Regions from separate parts of the Rattus norvegicus genome. Here all the other regions are linked to region 1. The links are chromatin contacts, called in public Hi-C maps. All regions are on one chromosome and are shown on one strand. The core of a region is the stretch at or near the end of the contact, and the rest is flanking DNA. Distances in the headings are between cores, read along the strand shown. Region 1 holds the start of Csf1 (colony stimulating factor 1). Region 2 holds the start of Gnai3 (G protein subunit alpha i3). Region 3 has its middle 15 kb from the start of Ampd2.

What was found. A called contact is a pair of places that touch in the nucleus more often than the background predicts.
Region 2: a Hi-C map of kidney shows a contact between it and region 1, with 2.5 times the contacts expected there. The contact joins the promoter of Gnai3 here to the promoter of Csf1 in region 1. A contact is called at or near these places in 3 of 12 Hi-C or Micro-C datasets (the Rat2 cell line, kidney and mammary epithelial cells).
Region 3: a contact with region 1 is called in a Hi-C map of liver, with 3 times the contacts expected there. The contact joins the enhancer-like site here to the promoter of Csf1 in region 1. A contact is called at or near these places in 3 of 12 Hi-C or Micro-C datasets (frontal cortex, liver and mammary epithelial cells).

What each region holds. Positions count from the first base shown.
Region 1 is chr2:198,082,942-198,086,508 of GRCr8, reverse strand. Csf1 (colony stimulating factor 1) reads left to right here and starts at 2,041. Exons shown (of 9, transcript NM_023981.4): 1 at 2,041-2,239. The coding sequence starts at 2,201.
Region 2 is chr2:198,466,999-198,470,565 of GRCr8, reverse strand. It overlaps Gnai3 (G protein subunit alpha i3), which reads left to right and starts at 1,692. Exons shown (of 9, transcript NM_013106.2): 1 at 1,692-1,892. The coding sequence starts at 1,775. LOC134485670 (a long non-coding RNA gene) reads right to left here and starts at 1,537. Exons shown (of 3, transcript XR_010063915.1): 1 at 1,397-1,537; 2 at 873-988; 3 at 1-278.
Region 3 is chr2:198,390,649-198,394,215 of GRCr8, reverse strand. No RefSeq gene overlaps it. Among named protein-coding and RNA genes, the nearest start is that of Ampd2, 15 kb to the left of the region's middle. Within about 2 kb of position 1,850, at least 4 of the 93 cell types and tissues checked have an H3K27ac peak or open chromatin away from gene starts, as enhancers often do. A contact at or near this core is called in liver, where this site is marked.

The DNA.
Region 1 (3,567 bases), core at 792-3,291:
CAGTTGGTAAGGGAGAATGGAACCAGTAAAATGGGACCTTTTTTCTCATCAACTCTGCATGCAGGCTTATCTTGCTTCCTCTTGCTTTTTGTCTTAAGGGATGTGGTTAAATCTTTTATCGTTCCATTCCACTTAAAGAACATTCCACCAAAGAAGGAAATAAGCCTTGATCATGTCTCTGCATTCCTCTGGGAAGCCCTAAGTCCCAGTCACTACCCCAACCCTCAGCTTCCAGTGGCCACAGACACATGAGAATGAGTAGGAGCCATGACATCACGTTCACTGTTGCACCTCCAGGGTCCAGCAAGGGGCTTAGCCTGTAGTTATCAGTGAATATCTGTCAGGTGACTTATCCATTCCATCTGTCCAGTTAACTTAGTTCCTATTATGTGCTATTTATCAGTTCACAGGTGAGTGAAACCGAGTGCCACCTAGAGGAAGGCTCCTGCTCAGGGTGCAGGTCAAATGTAATCACTAGTATCACTAGTATACAATGGTTCTAAACCTTCTTAATGCTGAGACCTTTTAATACAGCTCCTCATGGTGTGGTGAGCCCCCACCCCGACCCCCGCTGCCATAAAATTATTCCATTGCTACCTCATAACTGTAAGTTTGCTACTGTTATGAATTGCAATATAAAACATATGACATGCAGGGTATCTGATGTGCAACCCCAAAGAGGTTGCCACCCACAAATTGAGAACCACCAGTTTAAAATAATGTAGGGAGTGAATGAATGCCAATTTAACTGGGAGGAATGGGCTGAGTCCAGTGGGGACACAGAAAAAAAGGAACTCTGTACCAGCCTGAAGCATCTCAGGAAGCTTTGCAAGACGAAGATAAGATGTGATTGATTACAACCTGACCAGATGAGACATTCACCTTAAGATGGATGGGGAAAAGAAGACTTCATGTTCGAGGAAGCAGCCTGAGCAAAGGCTTATGGGAGTGACATTATTGCTCAGAGCCAGGCTGAGCAAGGGATCTGGAGGATAAGTGACAAAAGGTGCCTCTTTGAGACCAGGCCATTCATCTGGGCATGAAGGGATTAAAACACATCGAATCAGGATGAATGCAAGGAAGAAAAAGGTCCAGCTGTTGGCAGTATAATTAATAGGCTCCTCTTGATCAGTTAATTTAGATTCATTCTCATGTAAAGACAAAATGTGATTGTCTCCACAAATGCATTTCCAACAGAGTTGAGGGAAACCAAGGGCCCAGGCACACCAACCTGTCCACCTGAGCTGGGTTCAGCAGCCCAAGAGCAGGGGACCAGCTTCCTTTTCAAGTCAAGCACCTGGAGCTTCTGGCACAGAATACAGAACCACCCGGCTAGTTGTCACAGGACCAGATCCCTCCTCTCCTGACCAGGTAGCTGGATTGTCCCTATAGCCAGGGGACAGGGAATTTAGCCGGTTCTTTGGACAAAACATACATAGGAGGGAGCAAGCCAACTTGCAAACCTGCTGCCCTGGGCTCCATAAGAGTTGAATGGAGCTACAGCAGAGAGGCCTCGGTCATCTGTGCTGGTCCATCCCCATTCAAGTCCTGTTCAATGTACTCTGCCTTTTCCTGCTCAGATTTGAGGATTTTTGGGCCTGGAGGGGAAAGTCCCTAGGGGCCAGCATTAGACAGAGAACAATCACACGAGATTGACAACAGTGGCGAGCACAGAAGGAAAGGCAGTGTCTTGTCCAGTGCTCGAGAGAGGAGGGGGAGGGCGGTGGAGCCCCGGTTACTCTGCTGAAGGCTGCGGAGCTTGCACAGCCACAGAGCGACTGGAAAGAGAGCTAGCGGGGAGGACTAGGCGGCCCGCTTGGGGGAAGGGAGTCGGCGGTTCAGTGGGCCTCTGGGGTGTAGTATGTGTCAGTGCCTGTGAGTGTGTTTTGTGTGTGTGTGTGTGTGTGTGTGTGTGTGTGTGTGTGTGTGTGTGTGTCTGGCGGAGGGCCAGGGTGATTTCCCATAAACCACATGCCCCGCCAGCCCGCCCGCTTAAAAGGCTGTGCCGAGGACTGGCCAGCGAAGCTCGGCCAGGGGAAAGTGAAAGTTTGCCTCGGTGCTCTCGGTGTCGCTGCGGCTCTCTGCATCCCGGGACAGCAGCGTGGCCCTCGACCGCGGCGCAGGCTCTCCAGCCACTAGCGAGCAAGGAAGCGAACGAACCAGGGCGGCCAACACGCCGTGCCGGGACCCAGCTGCCCGTATGACCGCGCGGGGCGCCGCGGGGCGCTGCCCTTCTTCGGTAAGCTGCAACCGTGGCGCGCGGGGCCCGGGCTGGGCTGGGACAGGAGCTCTGCAGCAAGCAGCAGGCGGCTCGGCGCGGCCCCTTTTCGCCAGCTGCCCAGGCTTCCCGGCCCTGGGTTCTGGCTTCCTTATTGCTTCTAGAACAGGGCTGAGGCCCGCGGTATTTCAATAGCTGCTCCCAGGACTCCAGCGCTTTGCGAGGTAAAGGGAAGGTTGCTCATCCCATTGCACGGAGGAGAACACTGAGCTACCCACAGGCAGGAGAGAGAGAGAGAGAGAGAGAGAGAGAGAGAGAGAGAGAGAGAGAGAGAGAGAGAGAGAGAGAGAGAGAGAGAGAGATATGAAGGCGGGGGTGGGGGTGGGGGAGGTTTGCAGCAATTGGTACGGGCCCAGTGTCTGCCAGGGTGGTCAACCAGTTTCCGAGTGACAGAGACCCGAGTGTGGCATCATCCCCAGTAGACATCTCCCTTTGGCTGTTGCACATGGTTTTAGGCCCCAATTGGGAGTGGGTCTTCTGGGTAGGGAAAATTCAGGGTCACCCAACTTTATGTCAGGACCTGTGCTGAGCAACCTGTTGGCAGCAAAAAGGAGACAGGCATGCTGCTACTTGTTCAATGGAGGTGCAGGAACTGTTAGGGACCTGGGCGGCTCTCTGAGGGGAACTGGACCTGAATCTGTTCTTGAAGAATTTGGTTCAATGAGATGGGGCTATTCTGGGCTGTGCGTCTGACTGAGGAAAGTGCAAGGAGAGTTCAGAGCTGCAGAGGATGGTGGGCTGCTCACACGTGTCCCCAGTAGTGGCAGCAGATGATACGGTGTGGCACTTACAGAGTGGAGGATGGTACTTTCAATGAACAGCAAGTGGGTTTGCTTCTGGGGAGAATGAGAGGGAAAACCTAGAGGGTAGGAACAGAACTGTTATAGGCAGAAGAGAGGGTTGCAGGTGTTTAGGGGAGAGAAAAGTAGAACCATAGGGAGGGGGGCCAGTGAGAGGCAGGAGATGGGGTTAGGTGGGGAAGGGATGAAAACTTAAACAGTAAGCAACAAGCAGAGAGAGAGAGAGAGAGAGAGAGAGAGAGAGAGAGAGAGAGAAAGAGAGAGAGAAGAAAGGAAGAAGAAAGACTAGAAGGGGAAACGAGAGGAGGCAGAATTAGACAAGATGAGTCGGAGGGTTCAGTCCGGCAGTCCAGCCAGGTCTCTGCAGAGACTTTACTGATTGGGAAATGGAGCATGATGTGATGTCTTGAAGTGTTCTGAGACGGCAGCAGTTTCCTTCCAGGGCTGCTCTCTTAGACAGAGGCTGAAGCAGTGGGTGGGAGGAAGAAG
Region 2 (3,567 bases), core at 443-2,942, 380 kb before region 1:
TTTCCTTTAATATGAAGAGAACTTTCTCCACAACTTTGGCTGTGACCACCTTCCAGGAATTTTCTAGTTAGTGGGACAGGTTGGTTATGTTCAATATACTATCCTTAGCTCTTAAAAGCTGTTCCTAAACACAATCTCCCTCACATGTTGGGGAAGCAACAGGGTGAGACAATCCAGTCAGTTAGTTTTGCCAACATCTTGGTATTGAGGCGACTGCCATCCAAAAACTTTATAGACTCTCTGTTGTCAGGTGTCTCCAAGCAGCGCCTTCTAGAGGTCTGGTAGAAAGAAGGCGTGACGTTGAACCTAGGCAGATGTGCTTACTGTGGAATGTGGGAAAGGTACTTAAGTTCTCCATGCCTATTTCCTCATCAGTGACAATGGGGATCAATATTACCTACCTCACAGGGTTGTTGTGAGGATTAAGAGATGAGACATGGAAGCGCCTATCTGGTACTCAATAAATGTTGTTTTCCCTTTCCGTTTGACCCCCCCCCCCAGTACTAATCAGAAAGGAAGAGCAGACTATTTCTTTTTAATGGTCATTTGGAAATGAGTGGGAGACTTATTAGACTTGGAATTGATAAGCATTGTGGGTGACCTGGACAAGGTTAATCTAATTAAATGGTTCTAATTAATTAATTTTTCACTATAGAGACCTTTCTGTTAGGAATTTGTATTTTAAGTTTACCTCCTACTAGAGAAATGTTTTTAAATTCCGGGGGAAAGTTTCAACAGCTGCAAAAAGTGCTCCTTCCTAAAATGGGTGGTGAGAGTCATTGTGGGGTTTTTGACAGTAAAGGTACTTCTGGATATTCTCACAGGGTTATGATTCACAAATATTCAGGAGATAGTAGAGAGGCGACTTTTACCAAACTTCCTCTTTTCTGTGGATATCACATAGGATCTCTTGTTAGATTAAAGAAGGATGCGCTGGTTTATTTCTTCTGGGTATGGAACTAAGTCCCCAATGTAGAGCCACCGGTTTCTATGGGAGAAAGGGAAGCATGGAAATGTTATAAATGAACTACAGCTATTTTCATGTCCTAATAATTACTATTTTAACGTTCTATTACTTGCTAGCAATCAAGTGATCCTTTGCCAACATAGTGCCAGGCAAACGTACAGGTTACAGAAATTCATAAGCAGTAGCAGAAGGACCAAAGATATACTTGGCATAATGGGCATAGCCTGAGGAATGGATGAAAACCCAGGCTGGGCAACTCAAAGATCAGACTGAGGGAACTTTGGCTGAAGTGTCCAACATACGGCTTTGGGCAGAGACCCCGGCTCCACAATCACAGATGAAAAGGAAAGGGTTTTGTTTTGTTTTTTTCCTAATGGAGAGGGAGATTACCCAGAGGGCTGTGAGTTCGTTTGGGAATCTGATCCTCACCGCTAAACTTCCATTGTGTCCTCAAGAGCACAACATGTGCTGGAAGTTCCCCTTTTTCTACACTTGGAATCTAAGTCCAGGAGCCCAAGAAGTAACAGGGTATTAAAGCTGGGAGGTGCGGTTCACAGGAACAACCAGGTTCTCAGGAACTTCCGCTTTCCGTACCTCCCCCGCCTCCCACTGCCACAGCGCTCTAAGTTGTAACGGCCGCTGGGCGTCGCCGGAAGTGTCGTAAACAGCAGCTATCCGGTTCTTCCGGGCGCTAGGGGAGCTGACGGAGAAGGCCACCGCCCAGCAGAAGACGCGTCTCAGCCGGTGTGTCGCGGTTCCCGCGGTGTGTGAGTGAGCCAGGGCCCGGTCCCCTCTCCGGCCGCCGTCATGGGCTGCACGTTGAGCGCCGAGGACAAGGCGGCGGTGGAGCGGAGTAAGATGATCGACCGCAACTTGCGGGAGGACGGAGAGAAAGCGGCCAAAGAAGTGAAGCTGCTGCTGCTCGGTGAGGGGCTGGGGGCGGAGCTGGAGTGCTGGGGCCGGAGAGCCGGGCCTGGGAGCAGCTTGAGCTGATAGGGGTCTGGCCAGGCCGGCGGAAAGGACCCCAAAGGGACAGGGAGGGACTCGACATGGGGCGGGTGCTGGGCTTGGTGATTGAGGCCCCGGAAGGCGTGGGGATTTCAGGTTGGAGAGGGTGTAACCCAGCTTGGATGGTGTTTAGCAGAGTTGGGGAGTTTGGAGCCCTGAGACTATGTTGGGAATCCAGGAAAGGCTCCTAAAGGGAGGGACCGATATTGAGGAGGTTTCACATTGAACTAGAACGTGTTGAAGAAGATAGTGTATGGCGTCTGGTGGATCTATCTAGGGTTTGCGTGAGTTTGATACTTGATGTCAGGATAAAGCTGGAAGGATTGAATGATTAAATAGTAAAGCTAGGACAGAGAGGCCACATAAAGAACCTGCTCGCAAGTCTTTTTTGTACTGTTAGTAAGTGGATTGTCCAGGAACGCCCAGGAGGCGGGTGAAATAAATGACAGGTTCTTAGATGTAAAAGAAAAGAACTTGGGTGCAGAGGCCGCCTATACTTTTTCAACTTTTCTTATCTTTGTTTAATTCTCTTGAAGTTCTGTAACTCCTGTTTTTATTAAAGGGATAGGGATGTGTAAGCTGGGAAAATTGAAAGAATGCCGTTTTGAGGTTTGATAGAAGACAGTGAATAACAGTGGGACCATGTGTATCGGGAATAGTATAGGATAACATATGGACTGGGCTATTTTTATTGTAAAGATTGTAATCGTGATACATTTGGGAGGAGGTGATTTTTAGTGGGTTTTTCCCCACTAAAAAGTAAAAGTATTGGCTTTCAGACTACAAACAGCGTGTTGCCTTACACCTTATATCTAGTCAAACGTGTTTTAGTCAGAATAATTTAGGTTTAAGCTTTGATAGGCCCAGTAAATCATATAAACTTCTCTGGTATTAGTTTACCAGTAAATCCAGCTGTAATCATTATTCATATATTTGAGGAATCTGTTAGATGAGAATAATTAGGAGTCACGGGTTCTGTAAGCAGCAGAACTTTTTAGATAAATGCCGTTCCAAAAGGTCGACTGTAAAGTACTGATTCACTTTGTAAAGCCCCAGAGGATGGACACAACTCCATAATCTCAGACTGACTTTGTGCTTTAAGATGGGCTGACTGCTTATTCATATATTTTGGAAGCTCTGGGCAGCAGCTTGAATATAAATAAAAAGATAGGAAGTGGAGTTTGAGCTTCCAGAAGATACCGATTCAAATCCTAGCTCTCGACTGCTAGTGCCTGTAGAACAGGTATCTTCTATGGGAGAACTTAGCAGGGGCTTAAGTGTTTACTACTAACCAACCAGTGTAATCCGGCTCATGCTGAATGTCGGTTCGTGGGGACCTTTCAGAGTCTGGTATGAAACACAGCACTTGGTTTTCTCCCCTGCCCTCATTTCTGTGTTTTGAGACAATGTCACTCTGCAGCCTAGGTTAGCCTTCCATTCTCCATCCTCCTGCAGTCAGCTTCCCCAGTGCTGGGGTTGCACCATCATCCATCAGCACACCAGTGACATTAACATTTTTTGTAATAATTGTGACATCAGAGATGCATTCTCATGTTCTGGGATTTGATCTATATCGACCATCAGAAAAACTT
Region 3 (3,567 bases), core at 601-3,100, 310 kb before region 1:
ATGGGTCACATGAACTTACTGGCTGACGTTCTCCAGTATAAACAAGGCTGAAGAGACACATCCCTGGCTCCTAACTGCCAGTAGGAAACATGGACGTGGTGGTCATCACTGATGACCACAACAGCTGGAAATGAACGTCACCACCAGGCTAACCAGGTATGGCATGGTCAGCCCCAGATCTGACTGATGTGCAGCTCAGAGATCTAGAGAAACAGGCAGAATGATCCACTCCCGCCCGCTGGCTTGGCTCCATCGTACTGACATCTTTAGAAGACAGCACGGACTGAGATGAAAACACAGGAGGGAGATACCGGGAATCTTTTTCTGGGAATACAAAACAAAGACACACGTATAAATAAAATGCTTCTGTAGAAAAGATTTCTTAAAGGGGGTTCTTTGACGATATAGGAAAATAGGAAGCAAAAAGCCCATTCCCACTACCAGTTGTACCAAGTATGACCACATACCTGAGCTATATGTATGCACGAATATATTTTACATATTGACATTTTCCTTCTAGTTCTTTTTTTCTTCAAAAAGCCTTTTTATTACATATTGTGTGCTCGCGCATGTGCATACATGTGTGCATCTGCATGAACTCGTCATGGAGCATATGTGGAGGTCACTTGGTCCTCCTACCACATGGGTCCTGGTGAAGGGTCAGGTGGGAAGGCTTGGCACCCATCACTTACTGAGTTACCTTGCCATCCCCACTTCTTGTTTGCAAGTAGCATTTTGTTTGTTTTTGAGACCCGGCCTCCTGTGCAGCTCAGGCTGGTCTTCCACAAAGCCTTCTCTGTGTGGAGATCATGCCGCCACATGATAAGTTCAAGGGAGTTTGAATCGAGACTATGTTCTTGTTAAATTTACCTTTAAAATTATTAACCCATCTTTCACGTTCTGTTACTGCCATCTATAGATGTAAATTTTATTGCTGTGTCCTGCCCCATGACGGTTTACCACCGTAGCTTTTCTCTGTTGAGAATAACCAGGCCTGGGCTTGTGAGATGGTAGAGGTAGATGGTCGATGGTAGCTGGTAGAGGTCATTGATGCCAAGCCTAGCGCCCTGGCTCAGTGCTTGGGTTTTACATCGTGGAAAGTGAAAGTTGATTCTGGAAAACCCCTCCAGGAACATGCTCCGTGGCACGTGCATATGCGCACATGCTCAAGATGTAGAAGGAGTAGTAAGTAGGCCTGGAGTGTGACTGGCTGCGCACTGTGGAGCCATGACCCCTGGCCTCAGCTCTACTCCTGATCTGTGCGACCTCAGGCAAGATGCTTCCTTCTTTGTGCCTCCAGGTCCTTACCCATAATGCTTTCCTCGTGTTGAACTGGATTTAAAGCATTAAGTAAGATTCTAGTAAGCTTTAGCTTTGGTTTGCACAAGGCTTGAGAGTCTCATGCTAACCTGCATGCCCATAAGAGAGAATTAATTGCCCAGTTTGAGATGTCTATTTCACTTGATAGGATGAGGCAAAGCCCTTTCCTGGCTTGCTTGCCCTCTGCCTGGTCGGACCTCTAATACAGGCTCCCTGCCAGCCCCTCCATGTGACCTGTGTGGGGGCTGAGTGTGGACCCCTCCTGAGGAAGGTAGCACCTTACCACCCTCCAAAGGCTGACCTTGAATTCACTGTGTAGTCCTGGCTGGGGCAGGAACCTCCCTCTCACTTGCTGGGTTGAGATTGGTGGTGGACTTTTAAAACCAATGCTTTAAAATGCCCCGGCATGAAAACAGTAGAAGAACTTTAACCCCTTGTGGCCCTTGGACTGGCACAGGGTGACGTCTACACACCTAGGCACTGCAAGTAGCCAAGTAGACAGCAACCTGGGCTGCTCTGAGGGCGCCCCCTCCTGGGGAGCTGGAGAGGTGCAGGTGGGGACGTTTCTTGCGCTCATCCAAATGCTGTCACACTATTGCCTCCTGGGTGAATTTATTCAAGGAAAGTCCAATAGAACATTTAAACATTAACTCATGTTTAGTCTAATGTTCAATAATTCACTTTGTCTTCCATATGGGAGCAAAGTCGCTCAACTTGACCTTGCCTGGTTGATGACTTGGGGTAGGTGGTCTCTCCAGACAGAAGCTGCAGGGGCTCATGAGCATCTGGAGTTGGGGGTGACCCAGGGTCGCCGGTTTTGGATGTAAACCCCGCAGAGTGGACTTTCAAAGGCTCAAGGAAGGCTGGGGAGCTAGAACTTTGGAGGCTATAAAATAAGAAAAAGAAGAGAAATCGAAACTAACAAATGTTTAAAGAAATGCCTTCAGAAAATAGCATGTCAACTTCAATATTTGTTAATTTTAGTATCCCTACAAATGTCATTATATTTGGAAACAGTTTGTAAACTGGATTTGGCAAACACTCCAGAATCCGCAGCATGACTGTAGTCATAGCCAGTTCTAAACTAAATGAGTTACTCATAGTCTGGTAACTTCAAAAGCAACTTCAAAAGCGAGTTGAAGGGGGCCCCTTTAGTTTAAACCAAAGACAAGTTACGTCAAATGAAGATATGGGTGCATTTGAATGTTGGTTACTCTTGGAGGGGAGGGTCCTCAGAATCAGATGCAGGGTCTGCACAGGGCTCAGGAGAGCCCTGCCTCCCGCCTTCTTCCAGAGAAGATTGGTCCGGCCTTCAGGTCAGTGCTTCTCCCTGTCTGCCTCTGCTGTCTCTCCTGTCGGCAAAGCAGCCACATGAGTGGTTAGATAGATGGCCGTCTCCACTTCGCTCCTGAAAAACTGGCCTGCTTGTGAGCCTGTTAGCTGGCAGAGTGAGCCCTGAAACTTCAGGTAGGAGAGTAAAGCCCAGCCTACCCCAGCCTGGGGCCCTATGAAAGGAAACGAGGGGACTAGGCTGTTTCTAGCACCCTGCACCCTGTCAAAGTTCTTTCCGTGTGAGTGTGTAATGTGCTTGGGCTGCTTTGCACGTCAGGCAGCATCGTAGCCCCACTCTCTCTATCCCAGGCTTGACCTCACCATGTAGCCCTGGCTGGCTTCGATTTTGTTTTGTTTTTGTTTTTTCCGGAGCTGAGGACCGAACCCAGGGCCGTGTGCTTGCTAGGCAAGCGCTCTACCACTGAGCTAAATCCCCAACCCCTGTTTGTTTTGTTTTTTTGTTTTGTTTTTCCTGTCTGGCTTTGAATTAGCAGCAGTCATTCTGCCTCCTAAGAACTGAGATTTCAGGCGTTCTCCTCCTGCCCCCAAGAGAGAAACGCCAGGGTCAGTGAGGTTGGGGGTGAGCTGGCTCCACTGGGACGTGCAGAGCCACCCTCCTATGGCCTTAAAGGTCTGTATCTGCTTGAGGGCAGAAGTTGTCTCTGAGAAGGGACGATGTCCTGCCTCATCCTGGTATGAGTGATCTGGATGAGGCTGGTAGCTGGGAGTGGAGAAGAGTGTTTAGAGAGGCAGTTAAGATCTGTAGTTAAGCGGTGTGGTGGTGGCAGTGCACGCCTTTAGTCTCAGCACTTGGGAGACAAGGGCAGGGGCAGGGGCAGGGGCAGGGGCAGGAGCAGGGGCAGGGGCAGGGGCAGGGGCAGGGGCAGGGGCAGGGGCAGGGGCAGGGGCAGGGGC